Regions from separate parts of the Mus musculus genome. Here region 2 is linked to region 1. The links are chromatin contacts, called in public Micro-C maps. All regions are on one chromosome and are shown on one strand. The core of a region is the stretch at or near the end of the contact, and the rest is flanking DNA. Distances in the headings are between cores, read along the strand shown.

The links. Hi-C and Micro-C count contacts between places; a contact is called where the count stands out from the background.
Region 2: a contact with region 1 is called in a Micro-C map of the G1E-ER4 cell line. The contact joins the promoter of Gng5 here to the enhancer-like site in region 1. A contact is called at or near these places in 2 of 484 Hi-C or Micro-C datasets (both in the G1E-ER4 cell line) and 2 of 115 datasets of contacts at active chromatin or transcription factors (bone marrow-derived macrophages and extraembryonic endoderm stem cells).

The regions. Positions count from the first base shown.
Region 1 is chr3:145,962,684-145,965,455 of GRCm38.p6, reverse strand. No RefSeq gene overlaps it. Among named protein-coding and RNA genes, the nearest start is that of Gm35352, 23 kb to the left of the region's middle. RefSeq lists an enhancer at 527-1,357. Within about 2 kb of position 1,250, at least 113 of the 459 cell types and tissues checked have an H3K27ac peak or open chromatin away from gene starts, as enhancers often do. A contact at or near this core is called in the G1E-ER4 cell line, bone marrow-derived macrophages and extraembryonic endoderm stem cells, where this site is marked.
Region 2 is chr3:146,498,345-146,501,383 of GRCm38.p6, reverse strand. Gng5 (guanine nucleotide binding protein (G protein), gamma 5) reads right to left here and starts at 1,548. Exons shown (of 3, transcript NM_010318.2): 1 at 1,364-1,548. The coding sequence starts at 1,444. Spata1 (spermatogenesis associated 1) reads left to right here and starts at 1,591. Exons shown (of 15, transcript NM_001316756.2): 1 at 1,591-1,729.

The sequences.
Region 1 (2,772 bases), core at 1-2,500:
TATCTGTCTCCTGAGAGGCCCTGCCAGAGCCTTACAAATACAGAGGTTGATGCTCACAGCCAATCATTAGACTGAGTCCCTAATAGAGGAGTCAGAGAAAGGACTGAAGGATCTGAAGGGGGTTGCAAACCCATAGGAAACAATATCAACCAACCAGACACCCCCCACCCCACCCCTGTGAGCTCCCATGGACTAAACCAAGGAGTATGCATGGCTCCAGCTGCATATGTAGCAAAGGATGGCTTTGTCATGCATCAATGGGAGGAGAGGTCCTTAGTCCTATGAAGACTCAATAGATGCCCCAGTGTAGGGGAACTGAGGGCTGGGAGGTGGGAGTGGGTAGGTGTGTGGAGGAACACTCGCATAGAAGCAGGTGGAGGGGGCATGGGAGAGGAAATTTCTGGAGTTGGGGGCGGGGGTGTGGACCAGGAAAGGGGATAACATTTGAAATGTAAATAAAGAAAATTTCCAAGAAAAAAAGAAGAAAAGAAAACTGTTTTCTCTTAAAAAAAAAAAAAAAAGGAAAGGTCTTGTTCCTATTGGTTGCTATAAATAAACTGAATCATTAGATCATGTCTTGAAAGGGTTTTATAGAAATACCAGGCATAGCTTCCAGTGCGGCGATTTATACAAGCAACTCCTAATACGAGCCTTGGGAGCAATGCTAAGCCACGTAATAAAGGGCATTACTACGGCTGCTCCGGCATACTTGGGTGACAGATTAGACTGTTCAGGCACCTCCTTACAGGTCAAAGCCTGCAGGCCGGGAAAGGAAAGAGCTAGGAGTTCCTTCTGGCCCGCAGCGCTCAGGCAGGCAGCTGTGTAATCCCACTGAACCTGTCTGGCAGCTTGGCAGGAGCGGCTGGTGCTGGCAGATAAGACCCTCTTGGGAAGCCTGATAGCTCCTGTCAATAAGGAAACTGCAGAGGGCCACTGGAATTTTCCAAGCCATGAAATGAAAAACAAAAAACAAAAAACAAACCAAAACTCTGGTTTGAAAATGTGCATTTAACCAATCATGACAGAGAGCTTTGGAAAATAACTTTTATTAAAGAAAGATGCACCGCAATTCTTTGCTTTCTAGTAGTCTAGTATGATTTACAGATTTACATATGCTTATCCGGCTTGGAAGCAGCTATTGTTTGCTGACCGGTTGCGTCACCAGAGACTGAAGGTCTCTGCAGCCCTCAATGCAGTTTGGACAGTGTGGCAAAGCACTGCTGTTTCACAATTCGGGAGTTGTTGCAGATCCCATTTTTGAAGTCCCATGGATGTTCTTCCCTCTTGATTTAGACTAGGTCAGAGAGCAAATGACTGTGCAACCCACAGCCCATGAGGAAATGAGGCAGGCAGCTAGCTAGAGCTGTGGTTCTCAGCCTGTGGGTTGCGAGCCCGCTGTGGTCGCGAACGACCCTTTCACAGGGATCGCCTATCAGATATCCTGCATATCAGATATCTACGTTATGCTTCATAACACTAGTACATTTACAGTTATGGATTAGCAACAAAATAATTTTATGGTTGGGGGGGTCACCACAACATGAGGAACTGTGTTGAACGGCTGTAGCGTTAGGGAGGCCGAGAGCCAATGGTCTAGAAGAACGGGAGCTGCGGGGTACACTGGAAGCCCAGATGTTGGGGCTGACTGATCATCCATAGCTCCTTAGCACACTCTCCCCCAGGGACGAGCGAGGCGCCCCTCAAAGTGCTGCTGAGTCTAGACTTTCCAAAACTCCTGGTCACCGGGAAAGAGGTAGTTGAGGCATACTAAACACCTAAGGAAGGGTTTCTTGGAACCTCGAACAGAAAGAGTACAAAGTCTGCGTGGGTAGATAGTGTTGGCAGGGCTGGAGTGAGGGAGCCCAGGGGAAGAGGAACCCGGGCAGGCACCGCTTGCTCCCGGTAGGCACCGCTTGCTGGTCTGTTGTCTCTGTGTCTTCAGTCTGTCGGGGTTTATTCCATTTCTGCTTACACCTGTGATTGTCCTTGGCTGATGATGGCACCGCTTCCGTGTAAAGCGGAGTCGTTCGCAGTTATTTAGCTTGTCTTCAATAGTCAGGGCTTCAACTTGGTTAAAAGAAGTGTATGAACTCAAGAGAAAAATCCCCAGCGCGGAGGACACAGCTCAGTTTTACGTGGCTGGGTAGCGATGGAGCATTTAGAAAGCTTGCGTTCCATTCCCCAGCAGTACAGAAAGCCAGGCCGGGAGGTGCATGCCTGTAATTCCAACACTTGGAGGTCAAGAGGAAGGCAGCAAAGAGTTACAGTTCGTCCTCTACAGTTCATCCTCGGCTCCACCGGGAGTCAGAGGAAGGCCTGGGACAGGAGACCAATGTCTCAACAAACAATGCTCTGAGGCCTCAGGCCCTCTCTTTAGAAACTGAGGCAGGAGGAGTGCCGAAAATTGGTAGCAACTTCCAAGCCAGTCTGAGCTACTGAGTGAAACTTTGTCTTAAAAAAGGCAAAATCTGAAACAAATAAAGTAACATAACAGAATTCGCAGGTGTGAAGATGTGTTTTATAAAAAGATTAAGAAGAAGGGGTATTTGGTAACAGGCTCCGTATGGTGTTGGGGTAAGGGGGTGCCTTGGCGGGCCTATGCTGAGGCGTCCCTTCCCCCTGGGATACCATAGTATAGAATAGAATTTATTTAGGGCGTGGGGAGGGGAGGAGAGGGAGAGAGAGGAAGAGAGAGGGAGAGAGTGGAGAGAGAGAGAGAGAGAGAGAGAGAGAGAGAGAGAGAGAGAGAGAGAGAAAGGAAGCAAGAGAAGA
Region 2 (3,039 bases), core at 299-2,798, 540 kb before region 1:
TTACCACCTAAACGAATACAATAGTAAGTTTATGCTAGCTTTAAAATGTCACACACAAAAAGCACCTAGCATAGGTGTGGTACATGGATGATATCAAATGGCACCTAACCTAATTTAGGAACCTAGATTAGACATGTAACATTCCCAAGTGAGATGAGCCTTGCCATGGAAACTTCAAAAACCTGTTTGTCTGTGGTGGCTCGAGTCATCCCAGTGAGAAGCCTTCAGAAGAATTAGGACGCAAGGCAAGAGAAGCTAGGAGGTAGCCACAGAGCAGGTAGGGTTTTCAAAGAAAAGGAAGTCCTCCTCTGGGAGCTAGCTCACTGCTTTGGGCCACCAGGGTTAAGTACCGCCACTGTAATTACTACACGTACCTGTCTTTATTTCCTCCCCCAACCCACTATTTTTTTCCTTCCTGGCCTACTTTATGACAGTTATTATATATGAATGATGATGATCAATAGATCACTTCAAATTTCAGAGCTCTAATCTGGCCAAGACTAAGTCACTTGGATGAAAAGTGAGAATATGATTAGAGTCCAAACCAAGACTGATTGGGCGTCTCCCTACCCTCCTCCTATGGTTACCACAAGGAAGTTGAGCAGTCTCTGACATTTCTACTTGAGAAGAAAGCTAAATAGAAGCCTTCTCCAAAAGCACGTTAGAAATAAGGACTAGCCTGCTGAATATAAAATCAAATCACCTTGGAAACTGGCAGGGTCTAGCAAGGCGACTTATATTCTTGTTTCTTTTTATAATCACCGGGAAGTGTTTCACATGTAACCCGACCTATTACGTCAGAAAGAGGCCAAATCCGTTTAGGAGTTGAAAAAAATAAACCAAACGGTCCTTAGAGCCAAAGCGTCTGAATGCCTAGCTGTCTACCAACAAGGACAGCCTTTCCCTAAAAGTCAACAGCCCAAGACCCGACCCCCCAACCAGACCGCAAGCTCCCAGGCCAGCGGCCAGCGGTTTCTCGGGTAAACAGACACCCCAGCAAGGTCAGCCGAGCACGCCGCGGCGTCTGCTGCAAACACCTCTTTGTTCGAGGCTGGACCCCCACAAAGGTGGAGTCCGGAGACTCCCGGGACGATCCGCAAACAAAAGTTGCTCATCAGGCCGCCATCCGGAGCTACCCAGGCGGACTCGTGTGTGTTCAAAGGACGAGGGCTGGGAGTGAGCCTGGGTGAGACGTGCGAGACGGAAGTCGCTGGCGAGACCCGCCGGGGCCGCCGAGAGTCGGCGGGCGGCGGAAGGGCGGGCCCCCTCCTCGCCCTCGGCCCACAGCCCGGCCAGAGGAGCCGCGTGTCGGCTCGCGCTTCCCCCCAACCCCGGGGCCCACCGCCCGCCCACGCCCGCTCACCTTCACGCGGTTGAGCCCGGCCTCCAGCCGGAGCTGCTGGACCACCTTCTTCATGGCGGCGACGCTAGAAGAACCCGACATGGCGCTCGGGACAGCCGGGCCGACTCGTCAGTCCGGGCAGGGGGCGGCAGGTCGCGGGACGGCGGGGGCGGGGCTCCGAACTTCGTCGAAGTTTCCGGGGCTGTGCGCGCCGCGCATGCGCGCCGACGCCCCCTCCCCCTCCCCCCGGGACGGCCGCGGGCTCCCCCCGCGCGCGCGAGAGAGAGAGAAGGGGCGGAGCGGCCGGTGGGCGCGGTGGCGACGGGGGCGGTGCGGCCCGACGCCCGGCCGGCGCCTTCCGCCTCTGGAGGGGCTGGGTAGGGCGAGGTAAGAGGACGCCCCGGGGCGGACTCGGGAGCGCGGGGAGGGAGGTCCGCGACCGACGGCGGGGTGAGGGACGTGGCCGCGCTGCCTCGGGGCGTCCGTGACACGTCCCAAGTCCCGCCAGCTCAGCCCTGTGTGAGGCGCCCTCGGGTGAACCGGCGGCGCCGGCCGCAGCTCGCCCAGCCCGGGGCCCAGGGCGCCGTAACGGACCCGGGCCGCGGGACCCTGGACGGTCGGAGGCTGGCCTGTCGCCGAGAGGTGCGAGCCGCCCCGCACAGCTTCCTGTTAGCCCTGTCTTTCTGGAATCTGTCCCCCGTGCTTTTTTAAAAAATAAAGCGTTCGCGTTCGGGGATCGTTTGCTCTTTTGATGTCCCTGTAATTGCTGACTTCGTGCTTGTAACTGATGAACCCCAGAGGGGTTTTCAGAAGGACTCAAAAGTTTAGTAAGATTTAAATTAGTCCTGTTGAGACCTAACATCTCTAAACAGGAGGTTCGTCGTGAGTGCTGTTTCTTTGGGATACTGAGAAAAATGACATGGTTTGCTCTGGGCCAACACATCGCGTTACTGAGCAGTTAATATCAGTTTGGGGTTTTACCCAGTCCTTAACAGTGACCATCTAAGAAACTTGGGTTTGAATTTAGCCCTGGTGTGCTTGGGCAAGCCGTTTAAACTGCCGAAGTTAAAACGCTCCCTGGATTTCTTGGAAAAAAAAAATGAAACGAAATGAAATTATATGTGTAAAGAATACGAAAACTGAGGCTGGAAGATGGCAGTTAGAGGACTGGGGAACTGAGCCCTCGTGCAGAGGACCTAAGGTCACACTTCCCACCACCCACACTGGGCAACTCAAAAGCACCAAGTCCTGGGCTACTGTCACCCTCACTGGAGTCTGGGAACGTTTGCATTCACACACGTACATTAATTAATACATAATTTAAAAAGTGAACGAACAAACCATATTGTTTGAGACAGGGTCTCACTTTGTAGTTCTGGCTGGCCTGAAACTCCATGTAGACCAGGCTGGCCTCGAAACCCACAGCCTTCCAAGCATTGTGATTAAAGGCTTGTGCCTCCAAAATAAATTAATTAATGCAAAATGTAACACAAATATTTTACTTTGTGCCTTGTTACCTGTAATGTATGCTAAAATGCAGATTTCTAAGATTAACGTGTAACTTAAAGTTCTACTTTATATTAGTTACAATAATACTTAAGAACTATGGAATGTGCTGGAAGACATTTCAAAGAAGATTTTACATGGTACAGAACCCATTATTAAGGAAATGTTGAGGAATAAACAAATTTGTCTTA